2 separate regions of the Zea mays genome follow, and region 1 is linked to region 2. The links are chromatin contacts, called in public Hi-C maps. All regions are on one chromosome and are shown on one strand. Each heading gives the region's core, a stretch centred on a gene start, on an enhancer-like site or on the middle of the called end of the contact. The rest is flanking DNA. Distances are from core to core; before and after follow the strand shown. Region 1 holds the start of LOC100192731. Region 2 holds the start of LOC103646589 (myosin heavy chain-related).

Evidence for each region. Hi-C and Micro-C count contacts between places; a contact is called where the count stands out from the background.
Region 1: a Hi-C map of ear shows a contact between it and region 2, with 3 times the contacts expected there. The contact joins the promoter of LOC100192731 here to the promoter of LOC103646589 in region 2. A contact is called at or near these places in 7 of 25 Hi-C or Micro-C datasets (bundle sheath, ear, endosperm and 3 more) and 1 of 3 datasets of contacts at active chromatin or transcription factors (leaf).

What each region holds. Positions count from the first base shown.
Region 1 is chr2:75,044,183-75,048,159 of Zm-B73-REFERENCE-NAM-5.0, forward strand. It overlaps LOC100192731, which reads right to left and starts at 1,454. Exons shown (of 1, transcript NM_001137931.3): 1 at 239-1,454. The coding sequence starts at 1,060. The coding sequence ends at 335.
Region 2 is chr2:74,817,377-74,821,592 of Zm-B73-REFERENCE-NAM-5.0, forward strand. It overlaps LOC103646589 (myosin heavy chain-related), which reads right to left and starts at 2,700. Exons shown (of 4, transcript XM_008671297.3): 1 at 2,200-2,700; 2 at 1,105-1,636; 3 at 907-1,026. The coding sequence starts at 1,497.

The DNA.
Region 1 (3,977 bases), core at 204-2,703, 230 kb after region 2:
GTTCCAGAGTAACCCTGAAGCTTCTAGCAGCACATGCATGCAAACACACAAAGCCCACCACTTGCTGAGTGCTGACCTCCTCCTGGCTGCAGGCTCCAGAATCCAGATATCCTCCTCCTCGACCCTGCCCCTGTGCCCTAGCTCCATTCCTGCCCCTCAAGATGAGGGCTTGTGCCCAGCCGACCTCTATATATACCCACGGCGTCCCACAGGCCAAACTCCATGTCCAACCATCCAACAACACACTCCAATCGTCGCTAGCCGGCCAGTACTGTCCGTCACATACACACACACTGACACCACCATCCACAAGAATCTCTCCACGCTACAGCCGCTACATACTGCAGCTGCAAGCTAGCGAGGCAAGTGTGTAACAACTAAGATGAAGGGCAAGGCGTCGAGGTTCCTGAAGCAGATGGTGTCGACCATCGTGGCGGTAGTCAAGGCCAAGTCCACGGCGGTGCGCGTCAAGACCAGCGCCCTCAAGACGCGCCTCCTCATCTTCGGCATCCTCCGCAACAAGAAGCTGCTCGTCACCGCCATCAACCACAAGATCCACGCCATCATGGGGCAGCAGCAGGAAGCAGCAGACAACGGCGCCGGCAAGCAGCAGCGCGACAGCAGCGACGAAGACGGCGGCGGCGGCGGCGGCAGGAATAAGGCCATCGTGCTCTACAAGCCCCCCAGCTACAGCTTCTCCGCGGAGCTGGGCGCCCACGAGGCGGAGCCGCCGCCGCAGGAGGAGGAGGAGGAGGACAGCGACGACTACCTCACCCACTCGCTGTTCGCCGACGAGGACGACGAGCTGGTCAACGCGCCGGGCTCGGTCATCGACGTCATGCGCGACGCCAGGGCGCGGGAGGCCGGCGACGGCAACGCCGCCGAGTTCAGCCTCGAGGACGAGATCGACCACGTCGCCGACGTCTTCATCCGCCGCATCCACCGCCAGCTCAAGCTGCAGAAGCTCGACTCCTTCAAGCGCTTCTGCGAGATGCTCGAGAGGAGCACCGCCTGACGCCCATGGCCACCGCATCGTGCATGCATCTTCATTCACATCCATCGTCCATCCGTGCTGCCAAGTGCCAACTAATGAATTAACCAGCAACACTTAATTAAGAGGTAGTGTGCATGGTGAAACAAAAATTATTAACATGGCTTCTAGCTGCTACTGCTACTGCTACTAGCAATTTTTGCCTCTCTGGTCTGGTCTGCCAAGGCTACCGCTGCTGTATGAATAACTTGGAGATCGACCGAAAAATTACATGCATGTAAGTAGAAGGGGTTAATAAAGGTGGTATGCAGACGAAGATGCTTTTCTTGAACTAGGGTTTAAGTAGCTAGAAATGGATGGGAACTGTACTTTAAGTAATTATGTTCTTTGTTCTTTGGGGAACATTGTTCTTGTGCTTAACCTTCAATAAAGAGGTAAAAGAAGAGTACGTGGATTGGACATCAGGCTTTGATCCGTACCGACTTCTATAATTTTATACTGTTTTGTCTTTATAGATTACATAGATTACACAACTACAACAGTCCGAACAGTTGGCTTGGCATTAAACTCAAACGAACAACTCGATTCTTAAGATACATCGTGTGTGTCTTTGTCACACATAGCTCAGCATATATGGATTTCTTTCGGAAAGGCCAGCTAAATATCATATCTAGGCTTTTTAGGCAACGAAGATTCTTATTACATCATAATAAAATTGAAATTATTTTGTTCTTTATGTACTAAAAATGATTTTCAAAACACAAAGACGCCCCATAAAATAAACCGTCTTTAAAGATAAGTTATAGAGGTAGCTCTAACCCCGGCCGTCTCTATAAATTTATCTCTATAGGTGACTATTATCACTACCGGAATTCGGCTCTTTGCCAAGTACAAAATGATTTGCCGAGTGTTTTTCTTTCGGGCACTCGACAAAAAAGCTCTTTGCCGAGTGCCAAGTAAAAAACTCTCGGTAAAAAAACACTCGGCAAAGAAACTCTTTGTCAAGTATTTTTATTTTTGACGCTCGGCAAAGAGTTTCTTTGCCGAGTGTTTTTTTAACACTAGTTAAAGAGCTTCTTTCCCAATTGTTTTTTTGACATTAGGCAAAGAGCTTCTTTGCCAAGTGTTTTTTTCAACACTAGGCAAAGATAGTTTAAAAATCATATTTTGAAGCGGTAAATTAATTTCAAATGAAAAGTTTTCAATTACAAATTTGTATAACTCATCAAGATATATAATTTATATTTGATCATTTCTTCATATGACAAAATAAAAGTAAATTTGTTAATAAAACATATTTCTCTCGTAGTTTATGAAACAACAAGAGAGATATACAAGATTTGTGAATAATGTTAGAACCATCATGTGGATGAACAAATAACCAAATAAACAAAATAAACTTTGTAGATCTTGAGAAGTTATAGAATTTTATTGTTGGCAACTTTTTCATTTGAAGTCATCTTGTCAACAAAAACTACATCTGAATTTAACAAATTTTAATTTTGAAAACGACCTCGAATGGAAAAACCACCAACATGAAAGTTATAGGTTTTGAAAAGTTATGAAACTTTATAGTTGATAGTGTTTTGGTTTGAAATTACCTTGTCATGCAAAACTATGTTTGAATTTTAAATTTTGGATTTTTCAAACTACATCGGATGGAAAAAACACTAAAATAAAAGTTGTAGGTCTTGAAATGTAATGAAACTTTGTAATTGACAAATTTTTAATTTGAAATCATCTTATCATAAAAAAATTCGTGTGAAGTTTTCAAATTTGAAATTTAAATTTTGTAAACGGACTCGGACGTAGAAACTATCAAAATAGAACTTGTAGATCTTGAAAAGTTATACAACTTTATAGTTGGCAATATTTTCAATTGGATTCATTTAGTGTCTAAACTAATCAAATTACTCTCGGTTTGTTATACTACATGAGGAATGAAAAACATAATACAGAGATAACTGATGTAGTAGTGTAGTGGTAGATAAGGTTATGCGCGAGAGAGAGGTTCAGTTTGAATCTCACCATTCACAAAACATGTAAATTTGATTCAAAAAATGATGAAAATGATATGGCGATGAGTAGGGCAATGGAAGTGGTTAGGGAGTTGTTCCCCTAATTTAAAAAATATTTTGCTGTTTTTGAGGTTTTTTTGTGATTCTTAATTTGCCAAGTGCTTTTCTTTGCTGAGTGTTTTTCGACACTCAGTAAAGGCTTTGTCGAGTGTCCAAAAAAGTACTCGGCAAAGAACCCTTTGCTGATAAAATGTTTGTCGAGTATTCTTTGTCGAGTGTAACACTCGGCAAAGGCTTTGTCGAGTGTAAAATGGTCTTTGCCGAGTGTCTGGGGCACTCGACAAAGAGCTTATGTCCGGTAGTGTATCAACACATATCTTTAAAAATAGAGGACTTTTAGAGACGGCTGGTGACTACAGTGATCCCTAAAGAAAACTTCATAGATGTGGTTGGGATTAGGGCATGTATAATAGGTATCTTGAGTTGTGTGTTCGAGTGTGTCTAAGGAGGTGAATGTAAAAAAACTCAAGACATGTATCTATAAAACTAGAATAAATCTGTTGATTTTGGGCCCTCGATTTATTGAGGCCCTGTGCGAGCGCACGACTCGCACATGTCTAAGTCAGGCCATGGTCGTTCTTCCCCAAGCTATGTCATCGTGCTTGCCGTGTCGTTTGTGAGGACGAAGACACTGTGTCATTGTCCGTTTTCTGTTTATAATCAGTGCCATCGTGCTTGTCGTTGTCCTTAGTGTGATTCCTTGTGTGGTTAATGCTAGGAGAGATTCCAGAAGGTTTTGGTGGAGAGGAGAAGAAAGCCCGTGTCGGTCGCTCCTTTGGTGTTCGGTCGAATACTCGAACTAGGATCCGTCGTTGATTTTTCACGAATTCGAGTCAAGGTTGGTTTGGTGAGCAATTCGCTACTCCTGCTAGCTGACTTGTGTGACGGATTGAGTAAGTATATTGGTC
Region 2 (4,216 bases), core at 1,450-3,949:
ATCATGGGTGGCTTGGAAACTACTCTCTCCATTCTAAATTATAACACGTCTTGACTTTTCTGGACAATTATGCCCGGATTCATATGTATCTAGAAGCGTTAAAAATGTCTTATAATTTGGAAAGAGATGAGTATATAAGAAAACCTATTCAGACAAATTACCCTTTATGGCTTTATACGTTTTGTCAAATTAGTGCAAAACTGCAGCTAATCACTTCAATAGTGACTGAATCAAGAAACTATATAGCTCTAGGCGTTAGCTAAGCTTTCCTGTTTGCATGACTGCACTTAAAGGTGTACTTCACTGAAGGAGGAGGTCAAAAGTTTTCGCTTTTCAGAAGTATAAAGCATTCCCCTTTTTACATACAACTAGGACGGCATTGTTCAAATTTATAAGTAGCTTCTCAGCTCAACAGTTAGCACCTATGCAGTCCACTATCCGATAACTATTCTCAAGTGGCTATAATAATGCTTCCTTGGAGGCACGGAATACCATATCAAGCTCATGGAAACCACCTTGTGTACTACGTTGGCAAAAGGCGTTCAAAGTATCGCCATAGCTCGCAATGCACTGTATGCAGGCAGTTGATCCTCAGTTTTGGTTAATAAATTAATAAAAAAAAATATTTTATTCATTTTGAAACTCAGCTAAATTAACGAGTCATTAGTTTGCTGTTCAACATAAAGCAATCACACACGTCTATATCACAACATTTTACTGCACAGAAGTTTTCACATTTTAACTGTCAAGCATTTTCTGGACCTTTCGATTTCGTAAATCGTAAGAGGCTTTGTCAGACACAAACATGACCGAGTGCACAATCTAAACAGAATATTCAAGGAAGCAAACAAATACAACTACAAGCAAGAGATTTAATCCAAGATAGTAGTTCCTGGTTTGCTTTACCTCCATTGCACTACCGTTACTCATCAGATCTGCTGAAAACCACCGAGGATGGCCGTTGCGCCGACTTCCCTTACCATCAGCCTCCAAGACCTTGCTCTTACTTCTCGACCTCTTGGACACCTAAAAATCACAACACCAATTGATGAACCACGGAACAGATTGCCGCCAATTGGGACAACAGGACACCAGAGCACCCACCTTCGTGGAGGCGCCGCTCCACAGGACCAGGCTCCGGCGCGCCGCCGCCGCGTCCCCGTCAAGCAGACCACCGCTGCCCATGTTCTGCCAGAACGCGTCGACGAGCCTCCTCGCAGACGCGGACGGCAGCGTCCCTTCGGCGACACGGTTGCCGCTGCCACGGCAATGCCGGCTCCGGGACGACTCCGACATGTCCCCGCCCGCGCTGGTCCGGTGCCGCGGCAGCCGCACCGCGGGCCGCCTGGACCGCAGCCTCCTCCCCACCGCCGCCGGGTCCGAGCCCCCCGACGACGACACCGCGCGGCGCTTCCGGATCTTGTTGGCCAGCCTCACTGTCGCAGCGGCGGTAGCCTCGTCAGCACCTGCTCCTTCCTCCGAATACAGCCTCGGCATTGCAAGCTAAGCTCCCAAGATTCTTCTCGCCTCCTCCTCCTGCTGTTCGCCGACACCAGCCAGGAAGAAGCGCAGAGCAACGCGACTGCAGTCAGTGCTCAGTCCCACCGGTCACTGATGCGGTCAAGGAGTGGTGTGCCTATGATGACAAGACTGTCACATCAAACCGATCGAAAGGGAAAGAGAAACTAGGCGAAAGCAAAAGAGGTAAAGGATGGAATCGATGCAGCTTTAAAAGAAGGAATAAGAAGCAGGGTCCGGCGAGTGGAGCAAGAACTGGCGAGCAGAAGAGGGTGGATGTGACCATGTCCATCACACACACAGACGCACACAGAGCGCCATTGGGATTTGGGAACCAAGATTCGTCCCCAGTCTCGCCTTTGAACAGACCAGAGTCCAGAGCAACGAACCAACGATGATCGTCTCGAAAATGCGCGAAAAAGGTGGCCCCGAAATTTGCAGTGGGGTTGTCCAAGATTTAAAATGTGCTTGATTTGCAAAGAGATACTCCGAAGAAGGAAACAGCTTTCGCAGAGACCAAGGAACACAGAGTTCTATGGACCACAGAGCTGCCCCAACGAACGTCGGCACCAGCGGGCAAGACTAGCCTCGAGGTATCGTGGACCGGGAGACCCAAAGGAAAAGGTAGAAGAAGAAGAAGCAGCCAAGTGCTCGCTGGCATCGAAGAACAGAGTGGCGTACCCATTGATGTGCTGCCTGGCGCGCCTGTACGAGCTCGGATCAGCTGCTGCGAGTGCTGGCTCTGGCCCGTGCTGCCATCATGAGGCTTTGGAGCTTCTGCTCAGGCGGCGCATCGCAAATTCGCAACTCGCACGAGTGGGGAGATGGACGGACGGGGGACAGGGATGATAGTGCGGGCGTGTGTCAGTGCGCCCCCGCGTACTGTTGTGTATCGTCTACGTCGTGCGTGCATGTGTCGATCTGCTCGAGGTCGGGCCGGGCAGGGCGCGAGGCGCGTGAGCTTGTCCCTCCTTGCCGAGGGTGGTCCGGTGGTGCGTATGATTGGAGCTTGTCGGAACGGCGGGCTGGTGGCGGTGGAGCATGGACGGATGGATGGACGTACGCTAGCTACGCCCGCCGGTGAGGGGTCTGGGGAAGCGAGGGATAGGCGGGCGAGGTTGGGAGCACGAGGGAGTAGGAGTGTAGGACGTCGGCTTGCGGCGGGCTCCTGCTGCGCTGTACGCTGCCGGACCGGGGGCCCGGGAAGAAGATGAGGGTGGCTGTCAGACTCAGCACATGGGCCGTGCCGTTGTTGTACCTATGCCTTCGTATTTGTTTGTCCCTAACTCCCTATGCACGTGTAAACATCATGTTGGAACATATCCGAAAAGTTATACGGATATTAAAAAAATTTATCTTCTTTTTCGATTACAAATAAATAGCTCATAGAATCTACCATATAAATTTGATTATTATTTGTAGTACTGATCTTATTATTCATAAAATGTAAACCTCAAATTTATTCAATCTTTTCTCAAATGGTAGATATAAAATCCAAATATGGATATGGATTCAGATGATTTTTATATTTTTTGTAGGGAGTAAACAATACAAAAAAACTATACAAATTTTTTTTATAATATGCTTAACAACATAACTAAAAATTAGTATCAAATTTTATGCAAATCTATTTTTAAAAAATTAAGTTTGTCCTATAATTCCGATGTTTAAAATCCAACCCTATAAATATGCTTTTACTTGATATGTGTGTGAGAGAGTGAAAATATATTTTAACATGGTTTGTATACATATTGATTTGCCACGATGCACTATGGGTGCGTTTTGTTCAGCTTTTTAAACCTGATTTTGCTTTGAAAAAACAGAAGCTCAACCAAAGAGATTTAACTTATCTGCAGCTACTTTAGAAAGACAACTTTTATATAGTAAAAATTTGAAAGCGACTTGAACTATGCTTTTGCTGCTTATCCACGTTCGCCATGTTAATAAAGAGATGTTGTAAATAGAAACAAAAATGATTAAAAATAAATAAGTGTTATAAAAATGAAAGTAAATTTTTTATTAAAACAATATTTAAAATTATGAATAAAAATATTTTTAATAAAAAATATTGATCAAGAGATATAGTTAAATAAAGTGCATTTAAGCAATGTATACTTCCTTTCCATGGCAATCAACAATGGGGTCGTAAGGAAGATATAAACACTACCGGAATCAAGCGCTTTGCTGATTGTTTTTTGTCGGGCACTCGGCAAAGACTTATTTGTCGAGTGCCGCACTCGGTAAAGTCCTGCTCTCGGTAATGACCGCGTTTACTGAGAACAGGACTCTCGGCACAGAAATACACTCGGCAAAGAAATCTTTGTCGAGTGCCAAGCTTTATTTGGCACTCGGTAAAGAAGCTTCTTTACCGAGTGTCCTGAGTATGACACTCGGCAGATCATGTTGTGCCGAGTGCCTTCCTTGGGCACTTGGCAAAGTATATGTTTATTTTTTTTATTTTCTCAACCAAACTTTTTGGGGTATGTTTCTACACTATGTAGACTTAAATGTTCTATTTTGGCACAGTTATAAAAGTGTTTGCTATAACTATTCGATTTAGTTCGTTTAGTTGAATTTTTTTAGATAATTTAGATTTGAACTGCAAGTCACTCGAAAAATGGAAAACCGTGAATGCAAAAATGATATACGTGTTAGTTAACACAAGTTACGACCGATTTCAGGAGCAGACCAAAATTTC